2 separate regions of the Mus musculus genome follow, and region 2 is linked to region 1. A link is a contact called in public HiChIP or PLAC-seq data. All regions are on one chromosome and are shown on one strand. Each heading gives the region's core, a stretch centred on a gene start, on an enhancer-like site or on the middle of the called end of the contact. The rest is flanking DNA. Distances are from core to core; before and after follow the strand shown.

Region 1 (3,237 bases), core at 552-3,051:
TGTGTTCCTTTGTTTAAATGTTTATTTATTTTTTTATTCTTGCTGTATTATACATAGTCCAGGCCATCCTGGGACTTAAGCTCTTCCAGTCTTGACAAAAAGATTCTAAACTGGAGGTCAAGTAGTGGCCCAAACATGTAACCCTAGCACTCAGGAGGCGGATGCAGGAAGGTAACATTGATTCAGTTTGAGCTACTACATAGCAAGATACTATCGCTTTAAAGAAAAAGGGGGGGGGGCGGAGCAAACCAGACATTGTGGCCCCACCCATTCAACTCCAGCACTGGAGGCTGGAGCAGGCAGATTTAATGATGTTCCAGGGCAACCAGAGCCAGATGAGACCCTGTCTCTAAACACAAACTAAAAACCCACCCCTCCCAATCAAAACAAACCAAAAAAAAAACAAGAAGGGGAGAGGGCGGCCTGGCTGGGGATTGATTCTAAATTGGCCAAACCGGGGTGGTTCAAAGTTAACCCGTGCCTTGGTGTTTCTGGGCCCTGGAACATCACAGCCCCCTTATTGCGTCCTTGCTCACCTCTGCCCTCAGCCTCCAATTCTCTCATACCCAGAAAGGGCCTGAGAAGCAGCCCCTGCTAAGCCAGCTCAGAGTAATGTGGTCAGAGTTGGGGCCAAGATTAAGTAGCATGAAGCATGGAGAAAGTAACCCGGCTTGAGAGCTCCCTGTAGCTTACACTGGACCTGGGGACTTGAATATTGTCAGCTACTTACTCTCTTCTTGTGGTCATCTCCCCCACCCCCAAGGACAGGAAGTTTGTGGGTCTTGTTAAACCTTTCATGTTTCTATTCCCAGTATTGGCAAGATGCCTAGTAGAGAGGACCACAATGCTGATCAGACGGGCTGACCCCAGCAATCAGAAATGCTGATGGAGGACCTCTGGATTAAAGGCACCACCATACGCACCCTCCTCGCCCCTGCACCTCCCTATGAGAGGAGATACTTTAATGGACCAATCTCTTCACATTGCAAACATCTGCTGCTTCTGTGTTTCCTTTTTTTCCTTTTCACTAAGTCATGAGTCAAGGTCTGGACTGAGGATGGGACAGTGAACGCTCTCAGGCGTTTTTTTTTTTTTGAGATCAGGGTCTCACTGTGTAGTTCTGGATGACCTGAACTGGGAAGATCCGCCTGCCTCTGCCTCCCAAGTGCTGGGATTAAAGGCAGGCGCCATTGTGGAGTGACCAAATGAATGAACGCTAACTGGGCTCTGGCTACGAAAGAAATTTCAGTAAAAAGACACTGAGATCAAAGCCACACATCCCTTACTCATTTCCTGGCTCCCCTCTTGGGCTTGGCTTCTGGGTGACAGGATAGGGAAGAAAGCATGATGTGAACTAATGGAATAAATGGATCTTAAGACCGGAGATGTGGCTGAAGCGAGCTTTGGAGGTGAGCCTGAAGAGGCAGTCTCTGGGCTGTAAACTGAGGGGGTGGAGACCACAGGTTGAGAGTTTAGGGGGTCATGTGGAGACTGCGGGACGTGCAGAACCGAGTACGAAGTTTGTTCGCTTCGCCAGACCCGCCACCCATCGAGTGGGCGGTGAAGGGGCGGGGCCCATTGCCCACGCCTCCTGCAGGGCACGGCGAGAGGCAGAGGGGAGAAGGCGCCCGGCACCGCCCGGACAAAGCCTGCGCGCGCCCCGCCCCGGGATTGGCCACCCCGCCCCTGGTCCCACCCTCCGTCTCCTGCCCCGCACGCCGCAACCAATGCTCGCCATCGGAGCCTCCGTCGTCACAGCCGCCCCGGCCAATGGAGGAGGCGTTCGGCGGCGCGTGGCTCTTTCGCGGCAAAAAGGATTTGGCGCGTAAAAGTGGCCCGGACTTTGCAGGCAGCGGCGGCCGGGGCGGAGCGGGATCGAGCCCTCGCCGCGGCCTGCCAGTCATGGGCCCGCGCCGCCGCCGCCGCCTGCCTCCCGGGCCACGCGGGCCGTGAGCGCCATGGCCGTAGCCCCCGCGGGCGGCCAGCACGCGCCAGCGCTGGAGGCCCTGCTCGGGGCGGGCGCGTTGCGGCTGCTCGACTCCTCGCAGATCGTCATCATCTCCACCGCGCCCGATGTCGGCGCCCCGCAGCTCCCCGCCGCGCCGCCCACTGGCCCTCGCGATTCTGACGTGCTGCTCTTCGCCACGCCGCAGGCGCCCCGACCCGCGCCTAGTGCACCGCGCCCGGCTCTCGGCCGCCCGCCGGTACGGACCCTAGGCGCGGGCGGGGGAGGGGACGGGCTGCTGCGCTGGGCGGCGCGGAGCCTGGGCTGGGCCTCGGGGCTCCGCCCCGGGGCGCGCATTGACTGACTGCCTTGCCTGTCTGTTTGCTGAGCCTCGCTCCGGGCCTCGGCGTCTTCACCGGAGCGTCGGAACCATTAATGATTGTGTCTCACGTGTATCCAGCTGGTGCTTGCTTAGTGCACGCTCAGGCTTTGGCACCAAATTCCCAATTCTGGTGTGAGCTGGGTGTTGTCACGTGCCCATCTGCCAGAGGGAGGAACTGAGGCCCAGAGATGGGGAAGTGCTTCACGCAGCTGCAGATGGTGGGGCTGATATTTGAACTGATGTCTGCTGGCTTGCTGCAGAACCTATGGCTAGGGAGTGCGCACAGTTGCTTGTTGGAGGTGAGAGAGGGTGACTGTTAGAGACATCTTCGGGAGATCCTCCTTAGTAGCTCTGCCAGGTGCAGGCCTGGCCTTCCAGGCCTCTGGGGATAGGCCTCTTGATTGGGAGGCCTTCTCTGCAGGGGCGGGGTGCTGGGCCAGCTGCTGCAACCCTTCCTTTGCCTGTTCTTCCATCTGCCACCCTTCCAGCTCCTGGTTGCCATGGAACTTTATTAATCAGGCGGACAGACCTCTGAGCCTCTGGAAGACTGGGTGGGCTGGGCCCCTGAGAAGGGGCCTCCAGTTCCTGGAGAGAGAAGACGTGGGAGGGAGATCCCTGGATAAAAGTCTCTTCCTGATTCTAAGCAAGTAGCTCAAGACCACTTTAGGCAGGGGGCCTAGAAAAGGCAGCTGGGTACGAGGAGAGTGGAACTTGGATCTAAGCAGGGGCCAGCTCCGTGAGTGGGCCACTATCTTCATTGTAGGGGTGGAGTGGACAGGAGGGGCGAGGGCAAGGCCCAGTATCAGAGAAGAAGCTGTTCAACTCCTGATGGGGGTGTGGGTGGCAGCTGGTCCCTGAGGCATCTTAGAGTAGGCCCCTTACTCCCCTTGGCACAGCGCCCAGTGCTGCC
Region 2 (3,292 bases), core at 533-3,032, 1.4 Mb before region 1:
GAAAATACAAACAAACAAACAAACAAACAAACAAAAAAACAATAAATAAAATCTTTAAAAAAAGATTACTTATGGGTTGTGTACTGATTATATATTACTGATTCCCCCAACTCAGGATGAGGTTTCCCATGGTAAAATGTCATATTTTAGAATGCACTTAATACATCTAAGACACAGAACATTATAGCTTAACTGATACTGCCTTAAACATTCTCAGAATACTTACCCAGCCAACAGCTGGGCAAACCATCTGACATGAAGACTAGTTCCTAACAAAGCACCGAGTACCTCCAATGACTGAGTCCTCTACGCAAAGTGAAGACCTGAATGGTTGTACAGGCGTGCTTTCAAACCATCTCCAAGTCAGAGTGTTGTAAGCTGAGACCCATCTGTATTGCATCCAGCCCTGCATCATGCTCACAAACTGCAAGACAATGCTAGATCCGAACCCAGGCAACTCTACTCGAGAATTTAAGCTCTTAATCTTAGGATACTCGCACTGCAACGGGGGACAGTACTCTAGCCAATGAGGTGGACAAGCAAACTTCCTTTACCTAAGGAAGACCCATGTTCAAGCTTGAGAAACGATAACCGAGCAAAGTGTCTTGCTCTTAACCACTGGGCCCTCTCTCCAGCCCCTAAGGTATTCTACTCAATGTTCCAATACCAGAAGCATGGATTCAACTGACTCTTGATTTTTAATAGTTGTAGAACCCTAAGCAAGCCAGCTGACTTCTGTCTACGGTGTCACTGAGCCTGCAACGGCCCATGTGTGGAAGGCAGGCATGTCCAGCTGTAGGATCGGAGACCTGTCCCCCTCCCCTGGTTACCGTGCCGTTCAGCCTCTGAGCTCACGGGGACGCCATCCTTGTCTAGTCGTTTCTTGAACAGGTTGTGTTCCACATCCAGCTGCTGCTCCCCGGCCACGTCCATGGCATCGATGCTCAAGTCTGGAAACAGAGAGGCAAGCTAAGGCGCTACGACACCAGGGACCCGGAGAGCTGAGCTTTGATGGGAAAGATGTATCTTGAGGAAGAAATGGACTCGGGGAATGAGGATGGCCTGGCATTCACTCTGGGATCTAAGGCCAGAGGTGTAAATCTGGAAGCCCACCCTACGTCCAGGAGTCCAACTCCCCACTCACAATCGGGTACTCACAGGCACAAGGCATGTGCGGGAAAAGAACATCGATGTTGATCTTCAGTTTATCCCCCCGAGACTTGTCCACGTAGAGCTCAGGATGCACCTAGAGCATGTCTACCTCAGTCAGATTCGCCCCTATGCCTCTCCTCGCCTCTCCTCCCCTCTCCCACCTTTAAGGGTCCTGCCCTTAGAATGCCAGGCCCCGCCCACGCTCTAGGCCACGCCCCTCACCTCCGTAGTGAGATAATACTGCAACTCCGATAGGAAAAGCAGGAGCATGAGAAGGCCACTGACGATGGTCACTGCAGGGCGAGAGCGAGATTTGGAACGGCCTATATCCCACCCCTCAGCCCCTTAGCAGGCCACGGAGGGTCCGGGAGCCCGGGCCGAACGCGAGGACAGCTCCCTCCTTGCAACCCTGCCCGCGCCGAGACCTACCCGTGGCACCCCCGCAGGTCTTGACCCGGAAGTCCTCCAGAGTCTTAGGGTAGGCATCGAACTGCTTCAGCTTCCCCAGCGCCTCCATGGGGACCGGCCGGAAAGGGGACACCAGCCGGCCCGCCCCTCCAGCCTCCCGCTTCCGGCCTGGACCCGGGGTCACGCCCCTCGCTGTCTTGCGCAGGCGTAGCGGTGCGTAAGTGGGGCTCCACCCCCTCACCTGCCTCCTCAAAGGCAGTCTAGCTTGTGGACATTGTCACGCCTCCTCGCGCGGATTGGGCAGTGCTCCGAGAGGGGCGGGCTGGGAGCACAGAGGGCGGTGCTTGGGTGCGGAGTGACAGCACCTGTGGTAAGTGCCTCTCCTTGGACCTTTGGATCTCTTAGGACAGCGCTTCCAACTTGACCCCGCCAGAGCCACCGCAGCGTTAATTAGAATTGGTTCCAAACCGGGGTGGGCGCACTCTTTAATCCCAGCACTCAGAAGACAGAGTCAAGCGGATGTCTGTGAGTTCGAGTTCAGCCTGGGTTACAAAGAGAGTTCCAAGACAGCCAGGGATGTTACGCAAAGAAACCCTGGCTTGAAAAATTACAAAAGAAAAAAGAAAGAAAGAAATCGGTTCCAAGGAAATCATTGGTTCCCTCATTAGAAAGTCAAAAGTGGCTCCAAGGTGTTTCCAATGCGGTTAAGGCATGAGAATCTCTGCAGGGGGAAGTGGGTATTAACTGGCTTGCAAGGTGAAGGCATTTGCTGCCAATTCTGAGTTCTATACCCAGGACCCACATGGTGGAAAAAAACTGATTCTTGCAAAATGTCCTCTGACCTCCATATGAATGCCGTGGCGTGCCCTTGACTACACTCACAAAAAAGTAAATATAATCTATAAGTTATTTTTAAAAGAGAGTGGGTGTTAACTTTGCTTTTTTTTTCAAGCTTAAACTGATCAATAGTGGAACCCAGTTCTGGACTTCAGAGTACCCTGGGTTCTTAAACAGCGTCCAAGTGCTAATCCCAGTGTGGGTCAATAAATAAAATAAAGACGTTCGCTGATTCCACCCCTCCAGGACAAGGCTATGGAGTGGAGATTAAACAAACCCTTATTTGCTTTCTGTTGTAACCCATTAGCTCTAGACAGCTTAATACCGCTATAAAGACTAAAACAAAGTGCTCAATAGTTTTGTTTTAAGAAAGTGTCTTTCTGCTGCTCTGGCTGACCAGGAACACCTGGACTCCTGCCTCAGCCTCTTAGCGTCTCATGGGAGGTTTCTGTTTTGAAGATTTATTAACTATTTTTATGTGTGTCTACATGTGTTTATGTGTACCAGATGATAGTACGGGGCATTGGATCCCTGAAATCTGGACTTATGGGCAGTTCTGAGTCACCCAATGTGTGCTGGGAACTGAACCAGGGTCCCCTGAAAGAGCAGCCAGCAACCATGCTGTGCTCAGTCTCCATGCTTGAGCTTAAAGGTCTTGACGTAGAACTCTTGCTTCAGATAATAAATCCCACTTTAGGAATCTATTTTATGCTGTTGAATTCAATTTCCTGTCAACCTAAAGAGGTTTTGTTGTTGTTGTTTTGTTTGTTTGTTTGTTTTTGTTTTTTTCTCTGTAGACCAGGCTGGCTTCGAACTCAGAAATTCGCCTGCCTCTGCCTCCCAAGTGCTGGGATTAAAGGCGTGCGCCACCACGCCCGGCTCACCCAAAGAGAGT

The links. HiChIP or PLAC-seq counts read pairs in DNA pulled down with a chosen protein or histone mark.
Region 2: a contact with region 1 is called in an H3K27ac HiChIP or PLAC-seq map of large pre-B cells, with 4 times the contacts expected there. The contact joins the promoter of Ergic3 here to the promoter of E2f1 in region 1. A contact is called at or near these places in 1 of 39 promoter capture datasets (liver), 1 of 115 datasets of contacts at active chromatin or transcription factors (large pre-B cells) and 1 of 9 other capture datasets (liver).

The regions. Positions count from the first base shown.
Region 1 is chr2:154,568,456-154,571,692 of GRCm38.p6, reverse strand. E2f1 (E2F transcription factor 1) reads left to right here and starts at 1,801. Exons shown (of 7, transcript NM_007891.5): 1 at 1,801-2,204. The coding sequence starts at 1,959.
Region 2 is chr2:156,006,518-156,009,809 of GRCm38.p6, reverse strand. It overlaps Ergic3 (ERGIC and golgi 3), which reads right to left and starts at 1,782. Exons shown (of 13, transcript NM_025516.5): 1 at 1,582-1,782; 2 at 1,375-1,445; 3 at 1,159-1,246; 4 at 831-950. The coding sequence starts at 1,669. It also overlaps a transcript of 6430550D23Rik not described here.